Linked DNA regions of Mus musculus: region 2 is linked to region 1. A link is a contact called in public HiChIP or PLAC-seq data. All regions are on one chromosome and are shown on one strand. The core of a region is the stretch at or near the end of the contact, and the rest is flanking DNA. Distances in the headings are between cores, read along the strand shown. Region 1 holds the start of Gtf3c6 (general transcription factor IIIC, polypeptide 6, alpha). Region 2 holds the start of Smpd2 (sphingomyelin phosphodiesterase 2, neutral).

Evidence for each region. HiChIP or PLAC-seq counts read pairs in DNA pulled down with a chosen protein or histone mark.
Region 2: a contact with region 1 is called in a FOXA1 HiChIP or PLAC-seq map of pancreatic cancer cells. The contact joins the promoter of Smpd2 here to the promoter of Gtf3c6 in region 1. A contact is called at or near these places in 4 of 39 promoter capture datasets (3T3-L1-derived adipocytes, liver, neural stem cells and 1 more), 1 of 484 Hi-C or Micro-C datasets (the 63-12 cell line), 2 of 115 datasets of contacts at active chromatin or transcription factors (embryonic stem cells and pancreatic cancer cells) and 1 of 9 other capture datasets (adipose tissue).

The regions. Positions count from the first base shown.
Region 1 is chr10:40,254,503-40,260,557 of GRCm38.p6, forward strand. It overlaps Gtf3c6 (general transcription factor IIIC, polypeptide 6, alpha), which reads right to left and starts at 3,210. Exons shown (of 6, transcript NM_026113.5): 1 at 3,077-3,210; 2 at 2,711-2,791. The coding sequence starts at 3,157. Rnu3a (U3A small nuclear RNA) reads left to right here and starts at 3,966; the gene lies at 3,966-4,177.
Region 2 is chr10:41,486,546-41,492,600 of GRCm38.p6, forward strand. It overlaps Smpd2 (sphingomyelin phosphodiesterase 2, neutral), which reads right to left and starts at 3,795. Exons shown (of 10, transcript NM_009213.2): 1 at 3,438-3,795; 2 at 2,919-3,015; 3 at 2,730-2,806; 4 at 2,386-2,479; 5 at 2,189-2,278; 6 at 1,888-1,970; 7 at 1,632-1,764; 8 at 1,448-1,552; 9 at 1,127-1,280; 10 at 627-1,037. The coding sequence starts at 3,487. The coding sequence ends at 661. Ppil6 (peptidylprolyl isomerase (cyclophilin)-like 6) reads left to right here and starts at 3,894. Exons shown (of 8, transcript NM_028430.1): 1 at 3,894-4,076. The coding sequence starts at 3,936. Mical1 (microtubule associated monooxygenase, calponin and LIM domain containing 1) reads left to right here. Exons shown (of 24, transcript NM_138315.2): 23 at 49-122; 24 at 213-485. The coding sequence ends at 343.

The sequences.
Region 1 (6,055 bases), core at 1,960-4,459:
AAAATGCCCTTGGGGGGTTAGAGACATGGCTCAGTGGTTAAGAGCACTGACAGCTCTTCCAGAGGAACTGAGTTCAATTCCAGCAACCACATGGTAGCTCACAACCATCTGTAATGAGATTGGATGCCTTTTTCTGGTGTGTCTGAAGACAGCAGCAGTGTACTCATACACATAAAATAAATTTAAAAATCTTTTAGGGCTGGTGAGATGGCTCAGCAGGTAAGAACACCCGACTGCTCTTCCGAAGGTCCGGAGTTCAAATCCCAGCAACCACATGGTGGCTCACAACCATCTGTAACGAGATCTGACTCCCTCTTCTGGAGTGTCTGAAGACAGCTACAGTGTACTTACATATAATAAATAATAAATAAATCTTTAAAAAAAATATTAAAAAAAAATCTTTTAAAAATGCCCTTGGCATGGTGGCGCATGCCTTTAATCCCAGCACTCGGGAAGCAGAAGCAGGCAGATTTGTGAGTTTGAGGCCAGCCTGGTCTACACAGTGAGTTCCAGGACAGCCAGGGATACACAGAGAAACCCTGTCTCGAAAACAACAACAACAACAACAAAAGCCCTTGGAACTGGGCAGTGAAGGACATATCTTTAATCCCAGCACTTGGGAGGCAGAGGCAGGCAGCTCTCTGTGAGTTCAAGGCCAGCCTGGTCTACAGAGCTAGCTCTAGAACAGCCAGGGCTACACAGAGAAACTCTGTCTCAAAAAACAAAAACAAAACAAAATAGAAAATGCCCTTGTGAGGTCATCCTGGTCTACATAGTGAGTTATAGGACAGCCAGGGAAACACAGAGAAACCCTGTCTTGGAAAACCCAATTAAAAAAAAAAAAGAAAGAAAGAAAAAAAGAAAGAAAGAAAGGAAGGAAGGAAGAGAGAGAGACAGACAGACACCCGGCGTGGTAGTGCACGCTTTGATCCCAGCACTCGGGAGGCAGAGGCAGGTGGATTTCTGAGTTCGAGGCCAGCCTGGTCTACAAAGTGAGTTCCAAGACAGCCAGGGCTATACAGAGAAACTCGGTGTCAAAAAAAACAAACAAAAAAAAAAAATGCACCTTGGACTAGGTGTGATGGGCCATGCCTTTCACACTTGGAAGGCAAAGAGGCAGACCATCCGTGAGTCTGACACAAGGCTGGCCTCAGCTCACTGAGATATGCCTGTTTGCACTTCCTATGCATTGGGTGGGATTAAGAGTATGTCCATGCTGGAGAGATGGCTCAGTGGTTAGGAGCACTGACTGCTCTTCCAAAGGTCCTGAGTTCAAATCCCAGAAACCACAAGGTGGCTCACAACCACCCATAATGAAATCTGACACCCTCTTCTGGTGTGTTTGAAGACAGCTACGGTGTACTTATTTATAATAATAAATCTTTAGGCCAGAGCAAGCAGGGTTGACCAGAGTGAGCAGAGGTCCTAAATTCAATTCCCAACAACCACATGAAGGCTCACAACCATCTGTACAACTACAGTATACTCATATACATAAAATAAATAAATAAATCTTTAAAAAAAATGTCCACCATGCCTGAGTGGACTTTCTGTTGTCGTTTTGAGACGGGGTCTCTCTGTGGGTCTGTCTGTCTGTCTTAGAACTTGCTATGTACACCACACTACTCATCTCTGATTGGCATGTTGGGGTAAGTGGCAGAAATTAACCTGTTTAAATATTTGAAGCCAAGGATTTTGCCCAAAAATTTTGATAACAGCTTTATCCCCCATCCCTACCCCCATCCCCCAAAGACAGGGTTTCTCTGTGTAACAGCCCTGACTGTCCTGGGACTCACTCTGCAGACCAAGCAGGCCTCAAACTTAAGAGATCCGTTTGCCTCTGCCTCATGAGTGCTGGGATTAAAGGTATGTATCATCATCAGGCAATAACGTAATATTTTAAACTGTGTCTTCTCCAGGCATTTTGAAGACAGGGCTTTCTGTAGATCAAGGTGGCCTAGAACTTACTATATCATTAAGGATGACAATGAGCCAGGCGGTGGTGGCGCACGCCTTTAATCCCAGCACTTGGGAGGCAGAGGTAGGCAGATTTCTGAGTTCGAGGCCAGCCTGGTCTACAAAGTGAGTTCCAGGGCATTCCGGGGAGTTGGGGGGTAGGATGACAATGAACTTCGGATCCGCCTGCCTTGGGCTCTCCAGTGCCGGCATTACAGGTGTGCACCAGGACAGCCTGCTCTCATGCTATTTTTTCCTAATTGGCTTGTGAGGAGTGAGCCAAAGACACACCAAAGGCATGGTGAAGCAGGTGACATGGGTACTTGGTGACCGGCCGGGCAACACTGCATACATATCCACACTTAGACCAGAGTCTGCGTCCAGACTAGTACACTCAACTGTGGTACTATTGGAGGATAGAACTGAGGCCACGCCCACTACAAGGAAGGCAGGCACTGCTTAACAGCATGGATTAGGCTTTGTCCTGAAAGTCCCCCAGAAGTTTCATACAAGGTGTTTTGCTCTTTCTCTCCAGCCACACATTCAGACAGTGAAGAAGAAGCAGTCAGGCATTTTCTCTGCTCCCATAGAATCCCTCCCTTGTAACCTACTCTTCTGGTATGAGCCTGGAGCGTTTGATCACTGCTTTGTAAGGTGGGATGAACGTCTCTCTCTTTGTGGACAAGCATATCACCTTTTAGTCTTGTTTTAACTTTAAGAAAATCTACAACATTCCCCGAATTCTAAGACTCACCAAAATCTTGCATTTATTTTCACATTTGGAGAGAAAGTCTGAATCAATGATTCCTGACAATTCTACCAGAACAAACTGCTCCTGGTGGAAGAAAGCAAAGTTAATAAGGTAGACAAGGGGCAGTAAATAAGAAATGCCCCAAATTTCTCTGTGAAAACTCGATCCAGTTTCTGGTGGAAACCGATTCTTTCTAGAATGGGTAAACCAGAACTGAAGCTAGCCCTCCACGGCTTCTCGGGCTTCGGAAAGCCAGCGAGCTGTCTACCGGCCTCCCTCCCTCCGTCCGCATCCCAGACTCCCTTCCCCACCCAGGGGTGGCTCAACCAAGACCGCCCGCGCCGCAGGCCTCTGACCCTCGCTTACAACCTCCTCTAGCTCCTCTTCCTCCTCCTCCAAGTCCTCCCAAATGGGATCCACTGCCGCCGCCATAGCGTTCGGAGACGCCATCACTGGCCACGCCCCCTGTGGATGCCATTTTGGATACGGGCAGCGGCGTCCGGCTTCCGGCCAGAAAGCAAGATGGCGACGCCAGGCTTCCGTAAGTGGGTCCCACGTGGAGACTCGACACGCTCCGAGCTTCGGGAATTTAGGGTATTTAGCCCCACTTTGAAGAACGTGGCTCATAGAGCTCAGGCTACACTGAACTCAGTAAGTAGCTGAGGATGAGCGTAATCAACTGCCTCCACTATAAAACAAAACCTCACGTTTATTGTCTGCCGAAGGAGACTAGAGGATCAATGGTGGCCTCCACTTTTCATCCCAACATCTAAGGACGCGGGAGGGAGAGGATTAATGCAAATTCTAGGCCAGAGTGGCTACTTAGTTAACACAAACCCAGCAGTGACGCTACTGGGACAGGGTGGAATTCAGACCGCAGAGGACACAAATCAACACCCATCTTAAGTAAAACGCAGCCTGAGGAGCCGCACCCACCCTTTAAAACTGGTCCGGAAGTGATTTTCTTAGGATGACTGAAGACACTGGCGTGTGATTGGCTATTATCCTCAATATGTTAATTATGAACTTGATTCTGAGTTAGTTTACAAGTCATAAGTATTCAGAATGAGTTTTTGTTTTTGTTTTTTTTTTTTGCAAAATAATATACGAACACAGCTTCGAAAGTGCATGTGTATGGTATTCCTTAGGAGAATATTACGGGGTTTTCGCGGGGGGGGGGGGGCGGGTGGGGAATGTCACCATTAGTTAAAAATGTGCTGTCAGAGGTGGCCTCGCGGCGGCTGGCAACGCTAAACTAAGACTATACTTTCAGGGATCATTTCTATAGTTTGTTACTAGAGAAGTTTCTCTGACTGTGTAGAGCACCCGAAACCACGAGGAGGAGACAGAGTGTCCTTTCCTGAGCGTGAAGCCGGCTTTTAGTGCTGCATTTTGCAACTGCTATCTGCCATTGATGATCGTTCTCAACTCTCTTGAGGGTTGAGAGGGAGAGGACACAGTCTGAGTGGTTTCTTTTATATTTAGTTGAAAGTTAGAGTAGATGCTTTGGTCCTGAGCTACTAAATGGATATCTTTCCTCTTGTATTTTACATGGCTTATACTGTGTAGCCCGGTCATTCCTCTCTGTATGGTCCCAGACGACCTCCAACTCAAGTTCTGCTTTCTGCCTGCCTCAGCCTCCTAAGTGCTGGGGTTTAGGGTGTTCACTACAGCCTGGCTGACCTGCCTTTCTTGTTCTTAGTATGAATGTAGTTATAATGTTCACGAGACCATTAACTGCAAGAAAAATTTTAAGTGCTTATGAACAACAAAACAGGAAAGAATTTTGTCCTATTAGTAGTTGTGTGTGAAGTAAACTTAGGTCTTCTGCAAGCATGACTGAAGCTCCTTGCAGAGGAAAAAAAAATCTATGAGGAAGGCTATTAACCTGAACTAGTAAATAAAGAATATTAAATGTGATAGTGGTCGCAATATTAAGACACTGCCACTAGGAGGCGACAAGTGATTTAACAATCTGCTCCTTCTTGCTCTTTTACTTGGAAAACTTATATGAGAATTTTTATTTTCTCCTTTTTGTTGTTGTTGTTGTTGTTGTTTTAGTTTTTCGAGAGGGTTTCTCTATGTAACAGTCCTGGCTGTCTTGAAACTCGTTTTGTAGACCAAGCTTTCCTCGAGCTTACAGAGAGCTTCCTGCCTCTGCTGGAATTAAAGGTATACACCACCATACCAGGCTTAAAAATATGTTTTATAGCAGAGTTCTTGTAAAAGAGCCTTTAGAGGTAACATCTTGTCTCAGAAATGAACATTTTGCACTTACATAAGAGTAAGATACAGTAAGTTTTTGTTTTTTCTGTTTTAAACTTGTACTTTACTTGTATGAGAAAATGAAGTGCAAGACTCGGAATGTAGCTCAATTGTAGGGCCTGGAACCTTCAAAACCCTTGATCCTTTCCTGGTGGTGATGGCCCACGCACTCAGGAGTTCAAAGGCTAGCCTGGTCTACAGAGTAAGATCCAAGACAACCAGGGCTACACAGAGAAAAACCATCTCTCTGGGGGCGGGGCGGGGCGGGGCGGGACGGGGCGGGAACTACAAAGTGCAGGATAACTTTGGCTTCAAATTTCAGCTGCATCACAATGTGCTGAAAGGCTTCTCCAGATCTCTGAAGCACTGCAATCTAATTCTGGGAAGTTCAGTATAGGACAGATAGCAAGTGTGCAGGTTATACTGATGCTCTGTTCTAAGGAATTCAGTTGAAAAACTCTGATAGAAAATAATAGCAAAGAGCCATTTGCAAGCAGCCATGTACAACTAAATACTGAGAGATACTAAGCATCCCAGCTCGATAGAGAGTAATAATAGCTGTGAAAATAAAATGTAATTCTTTATTTTTATTTCATTATTTTTTGTGTGTATGTGTATAGGTGTTTCACCTACATTATGGTTTGTGCAACACACATTCAAACAAAAATAGCTGGGTGTGATGGCACAAGCAATTGTGATGTCCCAGCATTTGGGCAGATGGATGGATGAATCTCTGCGTTTGAGGACAGACTGGTTTACATAGTGAATTGCAGACCAACCAGCCAAGGCTTTGTAGTGAGGTGCTGTTAAGAAATAAAAAAAGGTGGAGGAGATCATGAGATTTGCATATGATGCCAGCATCTATGATGAAATTTCTCTGATTCCCCCCAAAGGGATGTGGCCCAGTTAGCAGAAGCCCTGACGCTGGAAGCCCTGACTCCATCTCTAGCTCCACACAAACGTTGCGGTGGTGCTTACCTGTTTTCTCAGAACTCCAGAGGTGGAAGGGGGAGGGGAGGAGAAGAAGCCATCACAACCATGTGGTTGTGAGCCACCATGTGGTTGCTGAGCATTGAACTCAGG
Region 2 (6,055 bases), core at 2,545-5,044, 1.2 Mb after region 1:
TGTGAGTGCCCTGCCAAGCTGTGCATCTGCTGTCTCTCGTTTCCACAGGGTGCAGGAGCTGGATCTGGAAGAGAAGCAGCGGCAGCTAGACCACGAGTTGCGGGGCTACATGAATCGGGAAGGTCTGTGGGCTACCTCATGACCTTGGATACTGACCAAGGAACACAGTCCTCTGGCCAGGTTCCTGTGGTCTAAGCTTCATCTCCTTTTAGAAACTATGAAGACAGAGGCCGACCTGCAGTCTGAGAACCAGGTCCTAAGGAAGCTGTTGGAGGTGGTGAACCAGCGGGATGCTCTGATCCAATTCCAGGAGGAACGGAGGCTCAGAGAGATGCCTGCATAGATGGGAGCCCAGGGCTAGAAGATGATGGTTAGCTGCCTCCCTGCCCCGTAAGCAAGACACCATCACAAGGGCTGTACCTCCGCCATCTGGACTGCTTAGTCAGAGGCTTCGTTGTTTACAATAAAAGGATTATGACCATGAACAGGGTTTATGCTCTGTGCTGGCAGGAGACGGGAGTGTGCAAAAAAGGCAAGTGAGAGGCCAACGCTCTAAAGCCACACAGTGACAAGGCCACTGACCTTCAGTTCCCATCATGCCTCTGCAAGGAACAAGGTAGAGCCACTAGAGTGTGTCAAGCAAGTTTTATTGTTAAGCTCTTAAGCTCTGTCCCCCTCCTGCTGCAAGCAGTAGGCTAGGTGAGGCTCTGAGCCTCGGTCCTGGGTCTCCGTTTCCCTTGTCAGAACGTGCAGCATCTCAGCCTGGGCCCGACATAAGCCCTTGGCCTCCTGCTTGTGGAAGAGGTAGACTGCACCTGCTACCAGCACCAGACCCACACTGGGTATGCAGAGGATGATGGCCACTTCCCTGGCCTCTTCTCCTGCAGCCAGGACACACAGCAACACCAGAAGGGACAGCCCCCAAACGATCACATAGCCAGAGAATGCAGCCCACCAGCGAGCTTTAGCTATGCCTAGCCCCAGCTCTGTCCTGGCCTCCCTTAGCACGCTGATCAAATCGGACCTTTCCAGTGGGCCTGGAAAAAGAGAGAACGTAGAGCAGGGGAGGGTCAGGATGGAGGCGGGGCTGCCTTAAAGTAGAGGGGGCAAAGGAAATGCTGCTTACCACAGGCAGTACAGGGGTCTTCCTGAGGGGGGCTGTGCTTCACATACAAAGTAGCCATGAGGGCCTCGTGATCAGAGAAGGGCTTGTCACTGTGAGGGTCACAGCCTGTAGTGGTTTTCAGAGTCTCACAGCAGACGTGGAACTCAGAGACTGCCTAGGAAGAGCAAGAACATGGAGAAGCTTAAATTCTCCCAGAGAACCAGCCGACAGGATTCTATTCTTTAGCCATCAGTGGCCCAAGACTGTAGCTGAACTAAAGCGTGGGCTAGTGACAGAGGAAGGAAGATACTGGAGAAGGCACACCGGGAATAAGAGCCTGACCTTGTAAAGCACGTAATCAATCCGGATACCAGACGGAAACGGTCCCAGGTCCTGCTGGCTGACGTAGCAGTTCTTGGGTACCATGGTACAGCCATCATCAGAGCCCTAGGGAAACAGGTGGCTAGGATGCTAAGAGACAGGAAGACTGGAACAAGTGTGGAGTTGGTGGGAAACAGTCTCTCACCTTAAAGTCCTCAGTCTCAACGAAAGCATCATGGAGCCCTGTCCACTCTTTCAGCAGGCAGCAGCCCAGGTCTTTGGGGTGCATATTGAGGTCTCCACACAATAGAACCACATCTGCATTCTTGGATGTGTGGCTGAGTTGGGGGAAGAGCGGCAAGGAGGAAATTCTTCCCTTATTATGTGCCCTCTCAAGGATAACTGCCACTCCTCAACCCCCGTCCCACCCCACAGCCCCCATCAAGCCCAGGCTCACACACTGGATGAACTGGGCCAGTTCCCAAGCTTGGGCCACACGGTGTGCAAAGTAGATGTCCTTCTGTCGGCTGTACTCAGCATGTAGCTAAAGTGGAATAGGTGAAATCAAAGAGAAGGCTGTCTGAATCAAGCTTGTCATCTGTCACATGGCAGAGTGTGACAGGGAATGGGTGAACCTTGCCCAATGCTAGCTTCTGATCCCATGCCTTATCCCCAGGCAGCAGAACTAACTAGTGGCGTCTCTTCTCCACCATAGCATTGGGCTGCTTGACCCACTGCCTAAGCCTGGCTAGCCCCACTCACATGAGTCACGTAGGCATTGAGCACCAGTCCACTTAGACGGAGCACCAGCAGCCCCACAGACTTCCCACAGAACCAGTCTCCATGATGGAACTGCAGGCAAGAGAAGACAAAAACTCAGGGTACTGACACCCTCCTGCCAAGGCCCCAGGAAGGCTGCGTCCAGTCTGTGTTAGCAAGGATAGGGAAGAGATCCTTACCATGTAGGGGTAACCATTCAGACTGTAGACATGCTGGAAGATTTCCTGGATTGGGTGTTTGGAGAACACACAGAGGCCACTGCCTATCATCCCGCTGAAAACCAACTCTTGCTTAATAACCAGAAGAGCAAGGAGGGGAGTACCCAGCCAGCCCTCTTCCCCTCCGCGGTCTCCCAGCTCTACTGCTAAGATCAACCCCAGAACAAAGCCTAAGACAGCAGCCCTTGCAAGATGAGGGTGACGGCCTGCTCTTCTCACACCCAGAGGAAGAAGATCGAGGGTGCAAGCAAGAATGTTGGAGAGCTTCCTCGTCTGAGAACAGGCTGAGAACACAGGCTTTTCACCTTCTGAAGTAGTGTGCATCTGGATAGGTGAGCGATAGCCTTTGCCTTAGGTACTGGAAGTCCTGCTCACTCCACACCTGAGGAAGAAGGTGAGGATACTTGCTTGGATTTCATCCCAGACAGAACAGTTTTCCTGCGCCGCCTGCCGCCTGCTGCCCTCCTCCAACCTAGCCTGCCCTACAACCTCACCTCCTCCAGGAGAGCCAGATCAAAGTTTTCCAAGTTCAGAAAGTCTCCCAAGCGCTTCATGCGGTCCGCCCTATGTTTGCTCAGGTAGGGGATGTCCCTAAAAGGGGTGGAGGACGCAGGGGGCAGAAGAGATGGGTCAGCAGTTCAATTTCCAGCAAGCACATGACAGCTTACAACTGTCTGTAACTCCAGTTCCAGAGAATCTGGCACCTTCACACAGACATACATACAGGCAAAACACCAAATGTACATAAAATAAAAGTAAATCATTTAAAAGGAAAGACATGGGCCAGGTTTGGGACGATTACTGCTGTCATCACCTCAGCTTTGGATGATAGGGACTTTGGTGATTGCTGCAACCACCCAAGCTCTGGTCTTTAGGCGATGTGGACTTTGGTGGTTCGGGAAGGACAGGGTCTAGCTCGGCTGAAGAAGACCTGCTTCCTTCCTAGGCATGTGCGAGAGGGGACTGGAAGGTGGCTCCGAGGCTGCAGCCCACGCCTGGGAGCACTTACTTACCAGCAGTTGAGATTGAAAACTCTCAGCCGTAGAGAAAAGTTGAGCTTCATGGCTGGAGTGCTTCGGAGCAAGGGCGGCGAGGCGGATTGCGCGCACAGGCTTATTGCCCTGTCCTGCGCTGCCCCGACCCAGGAACGCGAGCTGGTTGGGGGTGGGGGGCGACTCCTGCGTTACTGGGACAAAGGCCGTCCTTCCACCCGGAAAGAAGGTCGGCTGCAAATCCCGGGCTGGCTGCGCGAGGCCGCCGGCAGTCCTGGAAGGAATCTCGGGTGGACTGTTCCAGATTCTTAGGTCCTTCGGTGGGTTCTCCGCACCGCGGCCTACAGGTTCCTCCCTTGTTCCCGGCTCGGCTTCCACCAGCAACAGGCTTGAAGTTGATGCGAGGCCCCGCCCACGAACTCACTCAGGTCCCGCCCCTTGCGGGCGTTCGGGGAGGAGCCACGCGGTTGCCCTGGCGACTCGCACTATTTGTGTTCCGGGCTCTCTGCTGTCCCTGCCATGGCCACCCAGCAGCCGTGCCGGCCCAAGTCGAAGCCCCCAGCATGTCACGTGCGGTTGCCGCCCGAGCCGCCCCTGAAGCTGAAGGTGGTGGGGCTCTTCAAAAGCTCCAGCTTTCAGGTGTCAAAGACCATCGCTGAGGTAACCCCTCGCCCCAGACGCCGTGCGCACCTCAGCCCCCTGCCGCGGTGTCGCCTGCGCTGGCGGGCGGGGGTCCACGTTCTGTCCTAGGGCTGGATGGGGGCATAGAGAACAAATGCTGGTCGCAAGGAAGGGCGACCTGGAAGAGACTCGGAGCGCGAGCGAGCGTTCGCGGGGATCCGTATTGGGAAAATGGTAATTTCGGAACACCTATGCATGGAAATGCTAGTTCACGTGAAATTTTTTATTGGATTATGGATTTACAAAATTCAAAATTACGGGAAAATATTCAAAAGCTCCAGCTTTCAGGACCATCGCTGAGGTAACCCGGTGCCCCAGATACCACCTCAGCCTCCCCGCCTCTAGTTTAAAAAAAAAAAAGAAAAGAAAAGAAAAAAACACTTGTGATTTTTTTTAGTACTTTAATTTTGGAAGGGCCTTTCCTTTATAATTTCTGTAGTTGTTTCTGCATTTTAGCAGAATCAGATACTTTTCAGATTTTTAAGAGATGTCCCAGAAGTGCTGTGAAGAATCCAAGTATGAATTTGTAAACATGTAGAATGATATTTTATGCACCAGGAAACAAACAAATGTAGCCAGGTCAATCATGCCGCAGCACGCCTGCTACCTGGAAACAGGAAAAAACCTGGGGGGTACGGTGGTGAAATACACGCAGCCCTGAGCCAGCAACTAGTTTGTTTGTGCTTGTTTTTTCCAGCTGGAGAGCAAGGGCAGTAGAATTCACCCTCAGAACACACACACACACACACACACACACACACACACACACACCCTTGCTTGCTCTAGCATCCAGAGTGAAAGTGCTGTCTTGTGTGTGTGTTGGAAGATGAAGGCTTAGTGCTTGTGTTTGTTTCTTTATTGGGTTTTTTTTTTTTTTTTGGTATTTTTGAGACATGAACCAGTGTCTTACAGCTAAAGTGGCCTTCCTTCCTTCCTCCCTTCTCTCTCTCTCTCTCTCTCTCTCTCTCTCTCTCTCTCTTTCTTGTTTGACTCTCTTAAGACATTAATATTTCCTGTGGTTGTTCCACACTGCAGGCAAAGTGTTTGCAACCTTTTTTTTTTCTTCCTGGGAAGTTCAATTAGTAAATATGTTAGGTGTTCTGGGACACAGTCTTAGACTTATGTTGAGAAAAACAGTGTGCCCAGGTATGGTAACACAGGCACCCAAAAGGCCAAGACAGGAAGTTGATGGCCAGCCTGGGCTACATAGTTATTAATACTTTGTCTTCATAACAAAGCAAAGCGGTGGACACAGGATATAAGTGTTCTAATAAAACTTTATTGTAGGGGCTGGAGAGATGGCTCAGGGATTAAGTCACAACAAACACTGACTGCTCTTCCGAAGGTCCTGAGTTCAAATTCCAGCAACCACATGATGGCTCACAACCATCCTTAATGAGATCTGACTCCCTCTTCTGGAGTGTCCTTAAGGAGATCTGACTCCCTCTTCTGGAGTGTCTGAAGACAGCTACAGTGTACTTACATATAATAAATAAATAAATCTTTTTAAAAAAGACTTTATTGTAGATGCTGAGTTAGACATATATAATTTTGATATAACATGAAATATAATTCATCTTTTGATTATTTTCAACCATTAAAAGATACAAAGGGCTGGTGAGATGGCTCAGTGGGTAAGAGCACCCGACTGCTCTTCCGAAGGTCAGGAGTTCAAATCCCAGCAACCACATGGTGGCTCATAACCATCCATAGCAAGATCTGACTCTCTCTTCTGGAGTGTCTGAGGACAGCTACAGTGTACTTACATATAATAAATAAATAAATAAATAAATAAATAAATAAATAAATAAAAGAAAAGATACAAAATTATGTTTGACTGTCAGTTCTTTCAAAAACTGTTCAGAACCGGGCATGGTGGTGCACGCCTTTAATCCCAGCATTCCGGAGGCAGAGGCAGGCGGATTTCTAAGTTCGAGGCCAGCCTGGTCTACAGAGTG